2 separate regions of the Sus scrofa genome follow, and region 1 is linked to region 2. The links are chromatin contacts, called in public HiChIP or PLAC-seq maps. All regions are on one chromosome and are shown on one strand. Each heading gives the region's core, a stretch centred on a gene start, on an enhancer-like site or on the middle of the called end of the contact. The rest is flanking DNA. Distances are from core to core; before and after follow the strand shown. Region 1 overlaps GTF2IRD1 (general transcription factor II-I repeat domain-containing protein 1). Region 2 overlaps LAT2 (linker for activation of T-cells family member 2).

Region 1 (5,354 bases), core at 2,698-5,197, 270 kb before region 2:
CCTGCGAAATAGTATGATTTTTTGACATGTGAAAATATTATTTACATTTTATTTACATTTTAAAAGATGGAGGATAAAACTGAAAAAAGAGGTGGAGAGGAAAAAGAAAGAAATGTACCATCAGGGTTAACGCTGAATAGTATCTTCTTTTTCCGTACCTTTCTGTATTTCCCAACTTTGCTGTGTACATTTTTAATCCAAAAATAATCAAATAAACTATTGTATTTACAAAAAAAAAAACAACAAAAAAAAACAAAACCACTAGGGAATTCCCATTGTGGTGCGGCGGAAACGAATCCAACTAGGAACCAAGAGGTTGTGGGTTTGATCCCTGGCCTTGCTCAGTGGGTTAAGGATCCAGCGTTGTGGTGAGCTGTGGTGTAGGCAGAAGACGCGGCTCAGATCCCACGTTGCTGTGGCTCTGGTGTAGGCCCGTGGCTACAGCTCCGATCAGAACCCTAGTCTGGGAACCTCCATGTGCAGCAGGTGTGGACTTAAAAAGACAAAAGACAAAAACAACAACAATAACAACAACAAAAAAGCACTCTAAGGATATATGATAAAATATGGACTGTGGTTACTCTGGGTGGTGGGGGTAATGAATTATTGGGTTTTTTTTTTTCATTTTTTGGCCACTTCATGGGACATGGAGTGCCCGGGCCAGGGATCTGATCTGAGCCATAGTTGCAACCTGAGCCACAGCTGCAGCAGTGCCGGATCCCTAACCCACTGTGTCAGGCTGGGGATCGAACCTGCATCCCAGCGCTCCCAAGACACTGCCCATCTCGTTGTGCCACACCGAGAACGCCTGTCTTTTTTTCCCCTAAATATAGTAAAATGGATAAAAATGAGTGGTATAGTCAAAAAAAGTCAGATTTAATCAAAATTGAAAAAAATAGTTCTCTCATGGCAGAGAGTTAAGGATCCAGCACTGTCACTGAGGCTCGTGGCACAGGTTTGATCCCTGGCCTGGGAATTTCCATGTGCTTCAGACGGGGCCAACAATAAAAAAATTTAAAAAAATAAGCAAATACCCATGAATGCTTCAGATGAAAGGGGTTAGAATCAGGACACCTGGTGCTGCAAATTGAAAGCTCGTGGCCCTGCAAAATTCAAACACTGAAACCTCCTCCCCGCAGTGTGGGGGTTTCTGTTGGGAGGTGATGAGGCCAGGAGGGTGGCGCCCTCATGAACAGGACTAGGGCCCTTTGAAAGAGGCCCCAGGGGGCCTCCTGGTCCCTTGCGCCATGTGAGGACTCGGCGAGAAGTGGGCCACCCTTGAACCAGGAACACGGCCTCACCAGACCCCCAATGTGCCGGCGCCCCTTGGACTTCCCAGCCGCCACAACTGCGAGAAATCCGTTTCCACTGTTAAGCCCCCCGGCCTGTGATGCTCTGCTCCAGCAGCCTGAGTGCACTGGGACCCGGGTCTGGAGCCCAGCTGACCCACTGTGACCTAGACCATCCTTTTCCTCACTCTGGTATATGTTTCCTTTTTTTTGTGTGTGTGTGTGTGTGTGTCTTTTTGCCATTTCTTGGGCTGCTCCCGCGGCATATAGAGGTTCCCAGGCTAGGGGTCAAATCTGAGCTACAGCTGCCGGCCTACACCACAGCCACAGCAACGTGGATCCCAGCCGTGTCTGCAACCTACACCACAGCTCACGGCCACACCGGATCCTTAACCTGCTGAGCAAGGCCAGGGATCGAACCTGCAACCTCGTGGTTCCTAGTCGGGTTTGTTAACCACTGAGCCATGAAGGGAACTCCCCCCATTTTTTTTTTTTTTTGGCTGTGCCTGAGGCATATGAAAGTTCCTGGGTCAGGGATCGGACCCAAGCCAGAGCAGAGCAGTAACCAGAGCCACAGCGCTCACAATGCCGGACTCTTTGCTTGCTGAACCACCAGGGGACGCCTCAGTTTCCTCATCCTTAAGAGGAGCGTGCTGGAGTTCCCGTTGTGGCTCAGCGGTAACAAACCCAACTAAGGATCCAGGAGGACGAGGGTTCAATCCCTGACCTCGCTCAGTGGGTGAAGGATCTGGTGTTGCCATGAGCTGTGGTGTAGGTCGCAGACGAGGCTCAGGTCTGGCATTGCTGTGGCTGTGGCTGTGGCGTACGCTGGCAGCTGCAGCTCCGATTCTGCCCCTCGCCTGGGAACCTCCATATGCCACAGGTGCGGCCCTAAAAAGCAAAAAAAAAAAAAAAAAAGAGGAGAGTGTTCAGCTGGCCTGTCTCCTGGATTCTGTGCAAGTGAAAGGGCCCCCCTCCCTCCTTTTCTCTCTCTCCAACGCTTGGGTGGGCGTGCTTTGGGGGTTCCCCCCCCCAGATCCCCGCAGCACCCTCCTCCACGGCCCCGCCCCCAGCTGCTGGGGACACTCACTGGAGCTGGTTGATGATGACCATGCGGACATGCTCGCGGGCCCTCAGGATCTTCTCCAGCCGGTGTATGTCATACGTGTTGGGGTTCCGGAAAGGGATGTCATCAGGCAGGCCCGTGACCTCGACGGCGTCGGGGCTGTCTCGGATCAGTTTGTAAGGGACCAGCACAGGCCGGTTCAGGCCCAGGGCCTCACCTAGAGGGCACGGGGGTCAGGGCAAGGGACCCTGTCAAAGCCAAGCTCTCTGGGGGAAGGGCGGGGATGCAGCCCCACGCAGCAGCCACCACACCACAGAGAGCTCACACGTCAACACACACATCCCTTAAAAAAAACATCCAGTTAGCAAAACTAAAAATCCCACACCCAACACTGACAGCGAAACAGGTACTTTTACACCTGCCCAGTGTGCACACCCGGACCTCCCACTAACATTGTGTCAGGGAAAGTAAGTCCTGGAGTTCCCTGGTGGCTCAGTGGGTTAAGGATCCGGCATTGTCACTGCTGTGGCTTAGGTCATTGCTAGAATGCAGGTTTGATCCCTGGCCTGGGAGCTTTCACATGCCTCCAGTGTGGCCAAAAAAAAAAAAAAAAAAACCACACCTGGGAATTCCTGTTGTGGCGCGGCAGAAACGAATGCAACTAGTGTCCATGAGGTTGTGGGTTCGATCCCTGGCCTTGCTCAGTGGGTTAAGGATCCGGCATTGCTGTGAGCTGTGGTGAAGGTTGTAGATGCAGCTCAGATCTGGCGTTGCTGCCCGGCAGCTGCAGCTCCGATTAGACCCCTAGCCTGAGAACATCCATATGCCGCAGGTGCGGCCCTAAAAAAAACAAAAAAAGGTCCTTACTTAAGTATTTATGGATGAAATGACATGATGTCTCAGATTCCTTTTTTCCTCTTATGGTCACACCCCATGTCATATGGAAGTTCCCAGGCTGGGGGTCAAACCTGCACCTCCACAGTGACTGGAGCTGCTGCAGCCAGATTTTTTTTTTTTTTTTTTAAGTATAGTTGATTTATAACATTGTGCCAATTTCTGCTGTGGTCGAATTCTTTTTTTTTGGGGCCGCATCTGTGGCATATGGAAGTTCCCAGGCTAGGGGTCGAATCGGAGCAGCAGCGGCCAACCTACGCCACAGCCGCAGCAACTGGGGATCTGAGCTACATCTGTGACCTACACCGCAGCTCACAGCGACGCCAGATCCTTAACCCACTGAGCGAGACCAGGGATTGAAGCTACATCCTCAGGGATACTAGTCAGGTTCATAATCTGCTGGGCCACAACGGGAACTCCCTTAGGTTTGTTTTAAAATACTAAAACTATCAAAGCGAGCCTGAGGAAATGGATGAAATAAAATTGGCAAAATGCTGGTAAGTGCAGAAGCGGGGCGGGGGATGGTTGCATGGTGCGTCACTGCCTTGTTCTCTCTGGTTTTGTATGTTTGAAAACTGACTCCAAAATAAGAAGTGAAAAAGACACCGCAAACCACGAGCAGAGTTCCTGTTAGTCTCAAAATGAACCCCCCGCCTGCCCGCCTCTCCTCCCTCATTGGGATCCGCCTCCCACCAGCTCCCGTGCCTGGTCCCAGGCCCTCCTGCCTTCGCCCTGCTCCCTGAGCGGTTCCCTCCGCCTGGCAAACTTCTCTCTGATGTTTGTCCCCTCCTGACATTCAAGTCCTGGTGAAAACGTCCCTGGAGTTCCTGCTGTGGTGCAGTGGGTTAAGGATCAGAGTCAGTCCCTGGCCCAGGAACTTCCACATGCCATGGGTGCTCCTAACAAACAAAACAAACTAGGAGTTCCCGTCGTGGCACAGTGGTTAACGAATCTGACGAGGAACCATGAGGTTGCGGGTTTGGTCCCTGGCCTTGCTCAGTGGGTTAAGGATCCAGCATTGCTGTGAGCGGTGGTGTAGGTCGCAGATGTGGCTCGGATCCCGCGTTGCTGTGGCTCTGGCGTAGGCCGGTGGCTACAGCTCTGATTTGACCCCCAGCCTGGGAACCTCCATATGCCGCAGGTGCAGCCCTAGAAAAGGCAAAACGAACAAAAACGAAAAGAAAAACAAAAACAAACCAAAAAAACAAAACTCAAAAGTCCCTTCCTGCAAGGAGCCTTCTTGTTCACTGGTCCAGACGGGCTGTGACGACTCCCGTCTTAGCCGCAGCCTCCTCCCCCCACTTCTCCATTGGCCTGTTTTCCTGTCACCCTCTGCAATTCTTCTCTTTTTCCTACTGTCTTCTCTGCTACAGTACGAAGTGGAGATGATACTAATACATTCATCGCAAAGGACATGTAGAGCGAGCACCTGGTACCGCCTGGTTCTCAGTCATCTAGAAAACGCTCAACCCGTGGTAACAGTATTAGCAACTGCACCATCCTGGCTTCCGCCCTGGCACCTGGATGCCTTCTGCACAGGACCTGGAACCTCTCATTATTCCACCGCCAATTCCTCCCCCTACACTGAGGCCCCTGACGGCAGGGTCAGACCTCCCCCCCGCCTGGAATCTCAGGGCTGAGAGACAGCTGGGCAGACAAGCGTCTGCATGAACAAGCACTTGGCTGTGGGCCACGGCCTTTGCCACACAGCCCAGCGCTAGAGGAGCAGAAATGCTGACTGCCGTCCTTGCCGTGTGCACTGCGGATCGGGGGTTTTTCTCCTTTCTTGGATGGGAGAATGAGGGGTCAGCTCCCGACCGTCATGGGCAGGGCCACTATGTCCCCAGGGAGCGGGCAGGCCAGCTGGGGGCATCTGGAGGCCAGGCTGGCTGCGGAGGGCAGGGGTCTCCTCTCCCCAAGGAAGGCAGCCCCCCACCCCCCCGCCACGACCCTGCCCTCCCCCGAGACGCACTGACCGTATTTCTCGTTGAAAAGCTCCTTCACCTGCTCCCGGAGGATCACCTTCTCCCCGAGTCTGTTGGCATCATCTTCATCTGCGAGAGGAAGACAAGGGGGCACAAGGGTCAGTGTGGCCTCTGCCAGCG
Region 2 (5,925 bases), core at 2,881-5,380:
GGTTCGGTCCCTGCCCTTGCCCAGTAGGTTAACGATCTGGCGTTGCTGTGAGCTGTGGTGTAGGTTGCAGACGCGGCTCAGATCCCGCGTTGCTGTGGCTCTGGTGTAGGCGGGTGGCTACAGCTCCGATTGGACCCCTAGCCTGGGAATCTCCATATGCCGCGGGAGCGGCCCAAGAAATAGCAAAAAGACAAAAAAAAAAAAAAAAAAAAAAAAAAAAAAGCTGCCCCTGTGGTGTAGACTCCTCGCTGGCTCTTACTCCATTTTGCACTTGAGAAATCTGTAATGATGCTCTCGGAGGCTTGTCCTCTCTGCAGCAGGTCTCCACCGAACTCTCTTTGGTGACAACTTGGTGTTGAGAGAGGTGTTCCCAAAACCAGTTCTCTTGGCCGGAGAACTCAAGGCAAACAGCCAGTGCAGTTGGCCACATAGGTTGCCCAGACGTGGGTCTGCCAGGGCTCGCCCTCAGATGGTCCCCCGCAGCCCCTGACCAGCCTTTCTGTTCCGTCTGGCCAGGTCTGCGACGAGCCCCACCCCTTGCTGGTGAAGGAGATGATCCAGCACTGCGTGAGCGCCAACATCGATGAGGCCTACAAGGTCGGTCCCCCTCCTCCCTGAGCAGGGCAGCGGGGGTGCTCCCTGTGCTGGGGACCTAGCTCCACTGCATTGCTTTTTGTTTTTGTCTTTTTAGGGCTGCACTTGAGGCATATGGAGGCTCCCAGGCCAGCGGTCGAATCGGAGCTGTAGCTGCCAGTCTACACCACAGCAACAGAGGATCCAAGCCGTATCTGTGACCTACACCACAGCTCACGCCAGATCCTTAACCCACTGAATGAGGCCAGGGGTTGAACCTGCATCCTCATGGATACTAGTCAGATTCGTTTCCACCGAGTCATGACGGGAACTCCTCCACTGCATTCCTAAATGAGGCTGGGCGCTGGGCACGCTCTGCAGGTCAGAAAACAGACTCAGAGGCCAGACCCCATGCTCTAAATCCCACTGCTTAAACTTAATATACTTGCATCCCTGGCCTGGGGAACATCTGCACGCAGCAGGCACAGCTTAAAAAAAGATTAATAGAGCCCTCTCTCTTCCTGAAGAGCCTGGGAATGGGCGCTCTGGCCCCAGAGCCTGGTCTGGTGAGCCGATTCCAGTGGGCATTTTTGGGGTTCAGGTGATGCTCCAGTCCCCGTGGGCGGCAGTGCTGTGATCTGGGGCTGTTGGTCTGATCACAGCCCATGCCCTCCCCCTCCCGCCACCAAACTAAGCTAGGAGTTGACTGGGTTTAGGACAGGGCCAGACCTCACATGAAACCGGGGACAGGGTACTCGGCCTGAAGGAAGCCAAGCAAAGGCACAAGCAACCCCCGCCCCCCAGAGTCTGCTATCGGAGTTGGGCGGCTGAGGGTTGGAGCTGGGCTGGGGTTGAGAAGGCAGGAGGCAGGGACCACTGCGGTCATCACTGCAGGGCTAATCGTGCAGGGGCTGTGTGTCGTGAGGGGCCGCTGGGCAGAGCACAGCTGACACTTACACAGGTACTGTAGGGGACGATTAATGGTGTGCTTTTAAGGAGTTCCCGTAGTGGCTTAGCCCTTAACAAACCCGACTAGTATCCATGAGGATGCAGGTTCGATCCCTGGCCTCACTCAGTAGGTTAAGATTCCAGCATTGCCTTGAGCTGTGGTGTAGGTCGCAGATGTGGCTCGGATCAGGCATTGCTGTGGCTGTGGTATAGGCTGGCAGCTGGAGCTCTGATTGGACCCCTAGCCAGGAAACCATATGCTGCGGGTGCGGCCCTAAAAAGCAAAAGCAAAAAAAAAAGTAGTGTATTTGACGCCTTAGCTAAGGGTGTTAGAGTGCAGAGTAGGAGATGATCTTGCAGTGGTTTAATCTGTTTGTGGTGTCATCTCTGCCTGCTGGGAAGATCCCCCAGCGTCCCTGTCCTTTACCGTGTGACACAGCCCCGTGTGTTTCCTTTTGCCCAGATCCTCGCTCACCTGTGGCATCTTGGCTATTCCCCGGAAGACATCATTGGCAACATTTTTCGAGTGTGTAAAACCTTCCAGATGGCAGAATACTTGAAACTGGAGTTTATTAAGGTCAGTGAGCGACAAGCAGTGTCTCTCTCCTCAAGAATGTGGGCCACGCTGTGGTTTGCTCTGTTTTTCTGTTTTACTTCCAGGCGCCTGGAAGATGATCAGTAAGTGTTTAAACCAGTCTTGCCAGGCAGTGACCTGGTGTCCCTCAGAGTGACTCTCCTCATCAGAGGGGTAGTTATTTGTTTTATCCTTTCTTTTTTTTTTTTTTTTTTTTTTTTGGCCACACCCATGGTGTGTGGAAGTTCCTGGGCCAGGGATTGAATCTGGGCCCCTGCAGTGACAATACTGCATCCTTAACCCAACTGTGCCACAAGGGAATTCCAAGTCTACCCATTTTTAAATTGGATTGGGTTCTTGAGTTTTGAGTATTCCTTTTTTTTCCTCTCTTTTTAGGGCCACACCCATGACACATGGAGGTTCCCAGGGCACGGGGGCAAATTGAGGCCAGCCTATGCCACAGCCACACCAGATCCGAGCCATCTCTGCAACCTACACCATAGCTCACGGTAACACCGGATCCTTAACCTACTGAGTGAGGCCAGGGATCAAAAACCTGAAACCTCATGGTTCCTAGTCGGATTCATTTCCGCTGTGCCACGGCGGGAACTCTAGACAGGTGTTTTATATTGTCTCTTAGAGTTCCCCTTGTGGCTTAGTGGGCTAAGAATCTAATTAGTATCCATAAGGATGCAGGTTCAATCCCTCGCCTCACTCAGTAGGGTAAGGATCCAGAATTGCCATGAGCCGTGGTATAGGTCGCAGATGTGGCTTGGATCTGTTGTTGCTATGGCTGTAGTGTAGGCCGATGGTTACAGCTCTGATTTGACCCCTAGCCTGAGAACTTCCAGATGCCCCAAGTGTGGCCCTAAAAAGATTAAAAAAAAAAAAAATCTGTAAATGTTTTCTCCCAGTCTGGCTTTTTTTGTTTTTTCTTTTTCTTAGCTGTACCTTTCCAAGAAATCTCAGCATCCTTTTAGGAAATAAGTTGAACCTCAGATCATCCAGCTGGAGTTTTGAGTTCACGGCATCCGTTCTGAGCAAACCATTCACTCAGGTTTTAAAAACTAAACTCCTCCCTCACTTAATAACCAGATTTGCATTTGACTTTTTTCCTCAGGAAATCGGATACACTCATATGAGAGTAGCAGAAGGCGTGAACTCCCTTTTGCAGATGGCAGGGCTCCTGGCCAGGCTGTGTCAGAAGACAGTGGCCCCGGTGGCCAGTTAGAGCAGAGAACCAGCTGACGGGCTTGCAGGAGGAGCCTTTGCCGCTGAGAGGCCGAACTCACAGCCTTCCCATTCAGAAAAAGTATTGCGGGGGACCAGCCCTGGCGTATGGCCTCCTGGCCTTCACCTTGCTTCCAGCTAAGCCCCACTGCTCCGTGCGCGTCTCTCTCAGCCTCATGCTGTGGTGACCACGTGGAAAGGCCCTGAGACCCTCCAGGGCACAGCTCCTGATCCGTGCGTATGTTGGCATTTTACTAATAAAACTGTCCAGTTTTGCCGGCAGTAACATGGCAGTGCCAGGCTACAAGGAAAGCCGCCTCCTGTTTCTCTGCACGTCCCTAGCGTCCTGCAGGTAGAAGGGTGATTTCAGTAACAGGCTGCACAGGCTAACGTAAATTTTTCTAGAAGCCGAGAGGACAATTCCACAAGGTGAGGTGCGGTTTGCTATAATTTACCGACTACTCAGCGTTGCCCGGGGCTTCAGAAGGGACTTGGCCAGAGTGGCCGAGGAGGGTGGCGCAGACGGGCCCGGGAGCGCCTGCCAGGTCCCCCGTCTGTGCAGCTGCGTGTCCTTTGTGTGAGGATTTCCTAGTGAATTTGGTATTAATTTGTAGAATTGTTTCTCTTGCCTTTGGGGGGGGGGGTGGCAGGGCAAGGTGCCGTTTTTTTCATTTTTAAAAATTCTGAAAAAAGTAGCAGTTAGACATGAAGCAGAGACTGAGAGAATGAACTTTCACATCCTCAGCCTCTGTCTTAACAGCTTCACCAGCACGTGGCCAGCCTGTTCCTTCCGCATTCCCACTCGCGCCCTACCCCGTGCCCACATCTGCTCTGAGGCCAACCCCAGGCAGGGTTAGGCGTCCCCAGAGCACGCTGTGGAACGGCCAAGGGAAAGGCGCCAGGGAGACCGGCTGTGGGGGTTCGCCTTTTGATTGGGGGGGAATGAAGGTCCTCCAGATGGGTGTGGGGGAGCTGTACCGACTGCCTTGGCTGCCTTTTTAGTCTTCTGCTTGCCTGGAGCCCCGGGATCCTCGTGGGGTAAGGGGATGCCGTGTGCCCGTCATGGAGGTGAGACCCCAGCTTCCCACACTCAGGGACAGCGGGGCGACCCCTCCCCCTGGAGCCCCTCCCAGCCCTGCCGCATCTGCATTCAGGCCTGAGCTGTCCTCCCCGCACCGTGAGGTCAGGCCTGCTCGGCGGGAGGGAGAACGTGGCCCAGCAGCTGAGTTCTGGGTGTCTCTCCTAATTTCCCAACGTGCAGCATTAACACCTTCTTAGGGGAAATCGGTTTTGAGGAATTCCCGTTGTGGCTCAGTGGTTAACAAATCCGGCTGGGAACCATGAGATTGTGGGTTCAACCCCTGGCCTTGCTCAGGGGGTTAAGGATCTGGCATTGCCGGGAGCTGTGGTGGAGGTTGCAGATGAGGCTCGGATCCTGTGTTGCTGTGCCACAGGCCCGAAACTGTAGCTCCCATTCAACCCCTAGCCTGGGCACCTCTGTATGCCATGGGTACGGCCCTAAACAGACAAAAGGGGGGAAAAATAGTATTGATGCAACATCTGGAACGAGGGCTGGACCCAGGGACCAAGTTCTGTCCCCAGCCCTCTCTCCTGGCCTCTGGGTCCGGTTCTGTAAGAGGCCTGACCTTCATTCTCCTAGAAGGTTCTGCACAAAGCAGGAGGAAGAGACAGGAGGGTCACTGCTCTTAAACTGGAACAGTTTATTGAGACATTTTTGGTTGGATGAGGCATTTTGACTCGTGTTTCTGACGTGGGCCCCTGCCCTTCACATGAGACAGTCACGTTTCTGCCCCATCAGCTGAGGATTTAGGGCATCCAGGTGACGTCACTCAGGGCCACTCGGGTCTGCCTGCCTTTCTCCAGAACCGACACGCTCTCCGTCCACAGCAGACGCTCCCATCCAAGGGTCGTCAGGATGGCTCAGGGCCGCGTCTCGAAATCAGTCAACAAAGAAGGGCACACAGGACTCCCCTAACTGCTGACGTTTAGTACCTGTAATGCTTGTAGGAGACCAGATAGACACAGACCTCTGCCCAGAGGCGCAGAGCGTTACATACAGTCCCACCTCTATAAGTTAACTGTGCAAGCTTATCCATCACGAAAAAATCCCAGCAACTGACATTAGTAAGCAATTTTGGGATCAAGATCCAAAGCAAAAAAGGACATAAACACCCATGTAGTACATTTTAAGTGTGGTTAAGGAGATGCTACCGCCTAAAGTCCTGGGCATCATACCACCGTGGCAGCTGCCCTGGGTGCCAGGCTCCTGCCCCGCCCACGGGAGCCGGTCAGAGGGCCATTCCTGGGCAAGTGTCTGCTCCTGGGCTGGGTGCCCGGTGGCCTGATGGGTGGTCCTCCAGGAACAGCTGGGGAGAGTCTAGAAGTTGAGCAGCTCTGGAGAAGGGATCCTGGGGGGGTGATGATAAATGGTTCCTGGGCTCCTTCAAAGAAGAGGCAAAGGGTTAATGAAGAGGTGTGCCTGGCCCAACACTGTCGCCTCAGCCCCTGAGTGACCGGCCCCGGTCAGAGGAGGATGCACAGTGATGGGCAGGTCCAAGGAGTGTAGAACACGCCCTTCG

The links. HiChIP or PLAC-seq counts read pairs in DNA pulled down with a chosen protein or histone mark.
Region 1: an H3K27ac HiChIP or PLAC-seq map of alveolar macrophages shows a contact between it and region 2. The contact joins two enhancer-like sites. A contact is called at or near these places in 1 of 47 Hi-C or Micro-C datasets (liver) and 1 of 2 datasets of contacts at active chromatin or transcription factors (alveolar macrophages).

The regions. Positions count from the first base shown.
Region 1 is chr3:11,643,989-11,649,342 of Sscrofa11.1, reverse strand. It overlaps GTF2IRD1 (general transcription factor II-I repeat domain-containing protein 1), which reads right to left. Exons shown (of 26, transcript XM_021086345.1): 23 at 5,226-5,303; 24 at 2,380-2,572. Among named protein-coding and RNA genes, the nearest start is that of GTF2I, 10 kb to the left of the region's middle. Within about 2 kb of position 3,947, at least 14 of the 83 cell types and tissues checked have an H3K27ac peak or open chromatin away from gene starts, as enhancers often do. A contact at or near this core is called in alveolar macrophages, where this site is marked.
Region 2 is chr3:11,371,201-11,377,125 of Sscrofa11.1, reverse strand. LAT2 (linker for activation of T-cells family member 2) reads right to left here. Exons shown (of 13, transcript NM_001243411.1): 13 at 5,030-5,787. It overlaps RFC2 (replication factor C subunit 2), which reads left to right. Exons shown (of 11, transcript XM_021086337.1): 9 at 517-597; 10 at 1,985-2,098; 11 at 3,216-3,637. The coding sequence ends at 3,326. Among named protein-coding and RNA genes, the nearest start is that of RFC2, 19 kb to the left of the region's middle. Within about 2 kb of position 4,130, at least 5 of the 83 cell types and tissues checked have an H3K27ac peak or open chromatin away from gene starts, as enhancers often do. A contact at or near this core is called in alveolar macrophages, where this site is marked.